Regions from separate parts of the Gasterosteus aculeatus genome. Here region 1 is linked to region 2. The links are chromatin contacts, called in public Hi-C maps. All regions are on one chromosome and are shown on one strand. Each heading gives the region's core, a stretch centred on a gene start, on an enhancer-like site or on the middle of the called end of the contact. The rest is flanking DNA. Distances are from core to core; before and after follow the strand shown. Region 1 holds the start of pde6a (phosphodiesterase 6A, cGMP-specific, rod, alpha). Region 2 holds the start of arhgef37 (Rho guanine nucleotide exchange factor (GEF) 37).

Region 1 (4,686 bases), core at 1,108-3,607, 150 kb before region 2:
GCGATGGACTGAGGGACCAATAGGATCCCCACGATCAACCCGGACATGGCGTCGCCCAGCAGCCACTCCCTGAGCTGGTAGCGGGGCAGCCATTTCAGGATGGGGACGAAGCCCAGTATTTGGGACTTAGCTTTCTGCGAGGTGCACGAGCAGTGTTTCCTCAGGCGGGTCGAGGCGGCGGACCGCCAGCCTCGGGCCGGTTCTTTCTCCACCCTCTCCAGGACGAGAGGCCGCTGCTCCGTCTCGGCCGCGTCATCGCTGCCGGGAGCCATGACGCCGTCCTAACCGGAGTTATGAAATTCTAAAAAAGGACAACAAAGGTGTGTCAACGCATCTACTCTAGGCATTCAAATATTGGACGAAGGACATTTCGGAAGCCGTGAGGAGGAGGAAGAGGAGGAAGAGGAGGAGGAGGAGGTGAAGGGCGATTACTCCCATAACTGGTCACAGTGTTTTGGGCAAACTGCAAATGTCTGACAAAAACAGACAAACATATTTCCTGCTATTGGCTCATAATACAAACGTGACACTTCCCCTTATTATTAGTGACTCAGACAGAAAGAGCCACCGTTAATGATACACCGACAACCCTGTATGTAGTCAGACAAACTGACTGGATTTACCTTTATACTTCATGAATAAGTGTCTCTTAAATACACTTCTCTTAATAATGTGTAGCGCTCACTGGAATCCCCCCAGAGAACGAACGTGTCATTATCATCATGATTAATACATCATCAAGTCTCCATAAACGTCGCTGCAGGCTTAAAACATTAACAGCATTACAGCGTTGTTTCCATGACAGAAGTTGTGCGTGATGGTTATTCACCAGTGACGTTGCTGTGAGGAGACACTTTAAAGTTGTATTTAAGTTGCTCGGCCATAATTAGCATTAAGTCCGGTGATGAATGGGACTCATTGTAAATAAGTTGCCAACGTGGACGCCGAGTGAAACGCTGTAGCCCCCTCAAGTAAATATGCATGACGCCGCGCAACAGGTATCGTAACAACAACAACAACAACAACAGCAGCAACAACACAAACAAACTAACCAAGCAACATGTTGTTTACTGTGTACACTAACCGACCTTACTCTGCTCCGTCGCCGCTTCACCGAGTTACGTCGGCGTCGCGCTCACTTCTGATCGCCGGCTGCCACTCGTAAATCCGTGCGTGATGACGTATGCGGGAAGTGCGTTCCGCGTCACGTGAACCCGCGCCGAGACCCACGAGATCGTCCGCGCGCGGTAAAAAAAAAAAATGGTTCACTTCGAAGCAAACCTCGATTTAATGAATCAAAATCTAAACCGTTGAACAATAAAAATGAGCACATCGTGTTTTAGAAACACAGAGAGCAATAAATAGGAAGCGGTTCTCCCACCACGTCTTCTCTGATTAGCTAATTCCTCGTTTTGGTGTTGGGGTTTCCTGACGGAGTGAGAGCTCCTTCTTGTTAGCAGCTCTCTGAAGGCCTCGCAGACTCACAAAGGTGTTGCTCTGCTCGCTCGCTGCTGTTCCTTTTTCGACCGCAAGGGGGCGGAACCAGTCACCAGCTAATTGGTTAGAAATTCTGTCTTTGGATTGGCTGGAGTTCTGCGTTCACAAAACTGCTGTAACCGCAGATGACAACCAGCTACAGCACTAATTTACCATCATTACGACATTAATTAAGACCAATGCGCCAATCCTTCCAAGGACAAGGTGTATTTTGATGGCCAAGTTGAATTAATATTGCTAATATGCGCAGTTATAGAGTAGATGAGAGAAAGAGAAAAAGAAGGGATTAGTAAAGATCAGGTTATGAGTTCTTCAGATACACTGTTAGGCAACTTGATTAACAACGAAAGTGGATACGATCTAAATGTTTATGTTAACTTTCACAGCCAAACATATAAAAAATTAAAATCAATATTTCATCCAAAAGGTCCAAACTCGTCTTTCCTGCTTTATGTGGTCCTTCACTGTGGTGTAAACAACTTATGAGTGTCGCTTTCATGATGAGCTGGGGGTTTTTGCATAGAGAAGAGTAGCAAAGAAACCGTAGTGTTGCATGATTCTTTTAATTCAAAATAATTTGCATTAAAACTCTCCCTTTTATGGACCTTTCTTCTCCTCCAGTTTACAAACTGTATGACTGTATCCGTGTTTCTAGAACCACAACCATTTTTTAAATGATTGTGGGTCGGTACGCCTACACATGAATATATATATATATATATATATATGGCCAATAAATGAATGCTTCAGTTCCACATGCGAGATATTCAATGAGAACTCATTCTCATTGGTGCTGTCGGTGTCTTGCAGTGAGAGGGAAACGAACCCCCGGATGTGTCATCAAACACAACGCGGCGTGGTAATCGCAGCGTTGTAATTGGATGCAGGCTTACTTCCACACATGACCATTTAAAACCGTCCCAGTAATCCCCTTTCTTTACTTGGTTTGCAGGACAGAGGGATTACACACTTTGCTGGAGGCCACACAAGGACTTTTAACAGGTAAGAACGTTTACGTTTGTTAGAATAGTTAGACGGTTGTGTGCTTTGGACGGCCCCTGACCCAAACCCAGCGGGGGTCTTCACGTCAGAGGCTGCCTGCCGACCTCCTGCCCGCGGTCAACATTCACGTACATCCTCTTCTTCACGGCCCCGGTGGCTCTAAACTTTTAAATCATTGCCCCGAAAGTGTGAAGAGGAATGTGCAACTGTTGACGGTTGCCCCTAATTGTTGCAGCTCAAGCACTGTGTCCTCTGGCCCGTCCCTGAGGGATGAACGAGTCGGGCTGAGGAAGGTTTCTAAGTGGCGGCCGGGAGGAAAAGCCGGTTGGATCCTCTAAAATGCTGAGGGAACACGCTTCGAGAAAGCACAAAATCAGGCGTTTTTACAAGCTGCACGTCGTACGGCATCCTGTGTCCTCGGAGCCCCTCAGGAAAAACTCAATGTAACGCTTCCTTCGATATCTCCTTACCCAAAGGTTACACTGGACCATCTTTTACTAGAGTAAAGGAGATGATGCTGCGTCATGTTTTTGTAAATCGTTGTTCTCTTGTTGTTTTTTTCATTGGGGGTCGAGGAAAGGTTCTAAGTAAAAACGTGTCCTGTGTCACCTCACATTTACACCCCAAATGAAACCAATTCAGTCATGAAGGCTGGAATGTCTTGGAGAAAAATCTACATATTTTCAATTTTTGGGAATTTCACTCAAATACATTTTTGTGAATATTTTGAGTGAACAACCAAGAGGATTAATGGCACATTTTCCCCAAAGCCTGTAAGCGGGCCGGCATTTGTGAAGGGCTTAAATTCTGCTACGTCTGCTTGTTGGAGGGATGACTTGCAGGGACAGAATTATCCTGCAGCCCGTTAGCATCTTTTGCTCGTGTTGTGGTTTCAAGCTCTCAGAGCTCTTATCCACCAGCATGCGACCAACGAAATCCCCACTGCGCAGAAAGCAGAGGGCCGAGTCGGTGAGGTGTTTACAGGTGTCAGAAGCCACGTGTCACATGGGTGGTTTGAGGCCGATGCTGAGAGGGGAGCGACCATTAGACGGGCTGTAGTTTGGTCCCTTGTTGAATGAAGGTCGGGGGTTCTGGCGGTCCCCCATTCCCTTATTCCTACCTGTTCCCACTCACCAGCAGCCATGGTGGACGCAGCGGCAGCGGAGCAGTTCCTGGACGCCAACCCGCAGTTCGCCAAGCAGTACTACGACGCCAACTTCCGGCCCAAGGTGGTCTCGGACCTGCTGGACGGCAACCGGAAGGCGGCGATGGACATCAGCGCGTTCCACGACCTGACGGCGGTGGAGGAGAGCGAGGTCCTCTTCGACCTGATGCGGGACATCCAGGACAACCTTCAGATGGAGAAGTCCGTCTTCAACCTCATGAAGCACCTCAGCTTCATGATGAGGGCCGACCGCATGAGCCTCTTCATGTACCGGCAGAGGAACGGGGTGGCCGAGCTGGCCACCAGGTGACCGGGGAATTCTTTAACAACTCAAATAGTGTAATAATACTCATAGTGTTGTACATGTGTTTGACAGTAAGTCTCAATATGTTTGGTTGGAAAATCATGGAAAGCAACGTCAAAAAGATATTAGGCCCAAAAATGTTTTGAACAAAAGGTTGAGAGAAATTAAAGGGTTGAAATAAAACATTTAGGTCGATAAATGATTGACATGTTATGTCAAAAACAATCATGTAAAAAGTCTAGAAATACAGAGTACAGAGTTATATTCATCAGAGGAAGAACCACTTTATTTATTCCGATAAATTACTATTCAAATGTTTTAATTTTCTATTTTTTTTAAATGATTACATAAATATTATTCAATATGATGACAGAGTTGATTGAAGACCTCAATAGAAAGAACTGCGTGTTATAATGGTATATAATAGTAATAATAATAATTATAATAATAATAGTATAATAGACATTTTCTACTTTGCAAAAGTTTTAATGACACTTTCTCACAAACTGAATGATCTTTGGATATTTGCAAAATCTCATCATATGACAAACTGCACACATGTTCACAATTGGTTTGCAGTAACAGCTCAGCTCGGGGCGCTAAAAATAGAACATGATAAAAGTTTATTTTTTGGAGTTGGAAACTCTGGTCCGATGTAATGCGCTGATGTCCCCTCCCCCAGGTTATTTAACGTCAACAAGGATTCCCAGTTTGATGA
Region 2 (4,751 bases), core at 761-3,260:
TTGCAAGTCATCACAGTGGGAGGTGAACGTCTTTTGGAAATTCCACGGCGAGCCATGCAATATCACAAAAAACAAAAAGAAGATTTTATGCTTCATTGCCGGGGAGCCATGAAGGTGTGTACAGAGAGAGATATTTAACTCAATGGAGGTGACGGAGATGAAAAAATGATTCTGTGTGTCTCTTCCAAGACGGACTTGACTGTCATCATTTCAGATTCTGAAAGAATCCCTTCTGACTTTCACTGTGAGGAACAACAATCCCGGCAGAATGCCGATTTCACAAAATGCAAGTGGGTTTAGTGACAGAGATGTGACAATCCATTCGCATTGGAACGTTGTCTTTCTGGGTTGAGTCAGCTTCAGTGGTTTCGTTTCCCCACGCATACATCCATCCGTCATCTCTCACAATGAACCTTCGTTCCTCACAGGAAACATGGTGTTGATAAATGTGCGAGGTAAATGCCAACAGTAGCAGGGCGGAGACATGGCAGGCAGTGATCTCTCATGTCTATTTAAAGTTTAGGAGAACGTGAACAGTCGGGTAAATTCGCAAAATCAAACCTTTTAAACCATCAAAGGGACAACGGGATGAACTGTATACTAGTTTTTTGCCTTTTACGTGATTCCACAGATCATTTGTTCACGACGAACCAGTCACACACTCAATGGCCCTTTCAGCGTGTCCCTATGAGAATAATCAGATTAAGATGCCAGCATGAATCCCGAGGCAATGACGGGCTTCGTTGCAGTGGGACTCCGTGCGTCTGGAACGAGGGAGGCAGGAGGCTGATTGTCATCTGGGAGGAATGTCGAGGAGGAATGCCGCAGGGCGTGATTCTGTCATCAGCTGACTCCGATGACTTAAGGTGCGCTGCAGGAAAGCGGGGCTTAAGGTAGAACGTACCGGTGGCCTCGGAGACAAAAACCTGCATCGAAAAGCTTGAGGACTTTTCTTCAGGTGTGAACGGTGGTGGTTTAAGCGGCTTGTCGTGGCGTCGCGGTCGAGAAGAGGGAGAGAAAATGATCCGTGGGCAGCAGCGTTGTCATGGCGAGGAAACTCACTATGCATAAGCAGATTTGACAAGAAGTCATGCACACAATACACAGAAGAGAAACCAAGAGTGTCTTCTCCTGGAGTGGTTCCACTCCGGACACAAGTAGGAACAACAGGGAGAAAGGAAACCACGGTAACCAGACAGACATCAGACAAACCCATTCAGATTAAACATCATTGATCATATTAGTACTACTTGTAGCTATTGATACACGTCATTAACAAGTCACCAAGATGAATGGACGGACAGATGTTAGAGAATTAAAAATGGATGTGAGTGACATGATTTGTAGTTATGTTTACACTCTCTCACACACACACACACACACACACACACACACACACACACACACACACACACACTGAATATTGTGTTTATGAACGTGTGCACTACGAGCACTTACAGAGACGCTATTAGCCTCATGCTACCATTGAATGAACCGTGAATGAAAAGGTCTCCAGCTCCTTTTTAGCATTTCCAGCCTTCACGGTGTTAAATGACAGCGGCCGAGCGGCATTTTGCTTGTTTTGATTTCAGCGTGCGCGAGACTCCAGACACGCGGCACGATGACGGTTAGCGGCGTTTGCCGCCGGGGTGACCCGGTGATATTAGGGTTTAAGCTAGGAGACGTTAGCACACAGAGCAGGATTCATTTACACAAGAATATTGGCGGAAAAAAAATATCTGGTTTTGCGAAAGACGCGGTGTGTCCGCTACCTTGCGTTTGACGAGTGAAGACAGCAGAGAATGACGGAGAGATGTAAGGAAAAAACGTTTTTACCCTCCTGTCAGCGTCCTCCCATCATCACCCCGCGGGTAACGTTACGTCTCGAGCTCTGTGAACGTTTCTGAGACGAACTAACGTTAGCGCTCACCTGTTGTCCTGTCAGCAGGCCGTGAAGCGAGCGACAGCAGGAGACGAACACAGCATCCGGTCAGTGGAAATAAAGGTCGTAAATGAAAAGCAGAAACTTCCGGTTTTATGTCAGAGTAAAAGTTTGGCGGCAAAATGATACACTGTGAAAAATAATATATGAATAACGTGTTTATGTGTGCGTTTTAGAAAGTTTCCGTTTCGTAAATATTTTTTTATTAAAAGTACATCCGTACACATGTATCTACATATACACGCTAATGTTCACATAAGATAGGAATCAAATGTGAATTTTTTTTCATTAAGAATAATTACTTTCAAGCTAATCAATAATCGTATGAATCTTAAGGATACTTTGGTTCCCCACACTTATACACGTATACAAAGATGCTATACAGTTGAATAAAAAGAAAAGGTGGGTAAATTTAGGGAGGATTTTACCATTGAAATCTTGAAAATGTATATGGTTTAAAACTATTTTAGTATGTGTTTACAAAACAGATGTAGAAAACATGTTTCTAAAATCCATAACTAAAAGTAAAAATACCGCATTAATTGCGCGTTTACTCCATACCACCGGGGGGCGCTACAGATGCCACCCAACGTATCTTCATCAGAGGTGAAAGGTCACGAGTCTGACAGAGCCACATGCATGATGCTGAGTTGTTGACTTGATGGTTGTAGATGCTGGACATTTAGAAAGGTTGTATTACTTCAAGCGGTTTCGTTCCGGTGAGTTTTAAAGTTTACATACTGATGTATAATTGTGTTTCAGAGCTTCCGCTGTGGGTGTCGTTGGTTGTATTACTGAAGCTGCATCGCTTGTTGCTCCTTCTAGCTAGTTTAAGTGCAAGCTAGCCCATCCAGTTCTATTGTCGGACACCCTGTAGCCGAACACTAGTTAGCTACTCTATACTACTAAAACCATCGGTTTGGCTTTAAGAAAAGATAATGCACCAACCGAAGTAGTTTTTTGTTTATCTCCCCCCTCGGACCTGATTTGTCCATTGATTGGATCTATAAGGTGACGTTACCAACGTGTAAAGGCTCAAGTAACGCTAACTTAATGTTAGCCTAACGTTATACGTGTTAACGTACATTGATTCAAACAAAAAGCCTTTATATTTAGCATCAATGGAACGTATGATGATAGATGTCTTTCTGCCGTTCATTATTATTTCCGATGATATCTTGGATTTAATACAGAAGTTAAGGGACGGAGCTGTGTCCGATAATGGATCGTAGATGTGTTGTCAACAAATGAGAGAACATTACATTACATTTAGCTGACGCTTTCATCCAAAGCGACTTACAATAAGTGCATTCAACCATAGGGATACAAACTCAGAAGAACAAGAAACCAGAAAGTGCAATTTCCTCAAATAACCAAATTTACAATTTTCTATAGATAAGTGGCTTTACAAGTACAATTGAAGTGCTACAATTTGTTAGTATGGACAGCAAAGAGTCGTGATCTAGTCGAGTGTTTTGCTCTCAGTGAGGGAGGGACGAGCAGTTTATCAGATGCAGAGTGGAGAGTGCTGGTCGGGATGTCGGGTTTCACCGTGTCCTGGATGTAAGCTGGACCCGATCCATTCACAGCATGGTACGTGAGCACCATGTTTAGAACTGGATGAGCCACCGGCAGCCAGTGAAGAGAGCGGAGGAGTGGAGTAGTGTGGGAGAATTTCGGAAGGTTGAAGACCAGTCGAGCTGCTGCATTCTGGATGAGCTGCAGAGGTCGAATGGCGGTGGCAGGGAGACCTGCAGGAGGGAGTTGCAGTAGTCCAGGCGAGAGATGACAAGAGCCTGAATCAGTACCTGCGCTGCCTTCTGAGTGAGAAGCTGACGTATTCTCCTGATGTTGTAGAGCGTGTATCTATAGGATCGTGTTGTCGCAGCAATGTGGGGAGTCAGGGAGAGTCGGCTGTCGAGTGTGACGCCGAGGTCACACATTCATTATTTACCAAGTCTGCCATGTGCAGTGTGCCTCCCTCAGTATTGGAATTACAATTTATAAATTCATTTCATTTATGTAAACCAAAATAAATTCACGTTTTTACCCCTACAACAGCAGAATAAAGAAATTTCTCCAAATCTCAAATTATTAATTGATCAATCACGTAGAGGCATTTCATTCGTTTCATTTAATTTAATTTCATTGCTGTAATTTAAATCACTAAATGATTTCTGGTGTTTTAACGATGATGACGACAATGATCACCCAGATAAATAATATACATTTAACTTTAACATTAAACTCACATCAATGTTTCAGTTGCGAACATATTGAATGTTTTGCTGCTTTTGGGTCCCGACTCAGGCCCTCTGTGTGTTTTTTTTCCCAGCCGGCCCCTGAGGTAAAATGCGGAACTTGAAGCTGCTGAAGAGCCTACGGAGCTCCGAGCTTCACGCTCCCGGCTCCCCGCAGTGTTTATCTGTGCGCTCCGAGACCGGCGCGCTGCTGGTCGCTTCCCAATATTCCATCACAGAGTACGACCCTCAAACTGGCCAGGTGAGCTGGAGGAGACGTACTGTCTCTTTGGTTTGTTTTTTTGCCTTCCATTCAAACGTCGTACCAGTTGCGTTTACTCGTATCCTTTGCCTTGTTACGTGTAGTGCTGTGTGTTTGTAGATCCAATTTTAAACAGGTGATGAAGGACATGTGCAGCCTTTCAATGAGTAATGAACTTGTAACCTGCAGGTGGTCAGCGAGGCCTCGCTCACGGCCGGGGGTTTCCTCCCGGAGGACGGCAGCGGCACGGTGGTCGGACTGCAGGACCGGGCGGAATTGGAGGTGGCATGTTTGTCCACAGCCGGTG

What was found. A called contact is a pair of places that touch in the nucleus more often than the background predicts.
Region 1: a contact with region 2 is called in a Hi-C map of whole body, with 4 times the contacts expected there. The contact joins the promoter of pde6a here to the promoter of arhgef37 in region 2. A contact is called at or near these places in 2 of 6 Hi-C or Micro-C datasets (skeletal muscle and whole body).

Annotation. Positions count from the first base shown.
Region 1 is chr4:4,250,998-4,255,683 of fGasAcu3.hap1.1, reverse strand. pde6a (phosphodiesterase 6A, cGMP-specific, rod, alpha) reads left to right here and starts at 2,357. Exons shown (of 24, transcript XM_040175242.2): 1 at 2,357-2,499; 2 at 3,637-3,970; 3 at 4,651-4,686. The coding sequence starts at 3,642. It overlaps slc26a2 (solute carrier family 26 member 2), which reads right to left and starts at 1,486. Exons shown (of 5, transcript XM_040175265.2): 1 at 1,094-1,486; 2 at 1-301. The coding sequence starts at 272.
Region 2 is chr4:4,097,263-4,102,013 of fGasAcu3.hap1.1, reverse strand. arhgef37 (Rho guanine nucleotide exchange factor (GEF) 37) reads right to left here and starts at 2,010. Exons shown (of 16, transcript XM_078101962.1): 1 at 1,931-2,010. elp1 (elongator acetyltransferase complex subunit 1) reads left to right here and starts at 2,317. Exons shown (of 36, transcript XM_040172999.2): 1 at 2,317-2,661; 2 at 4,278-4,444; 3 at 4,634-4,751. The coding sequence starts at 4,295.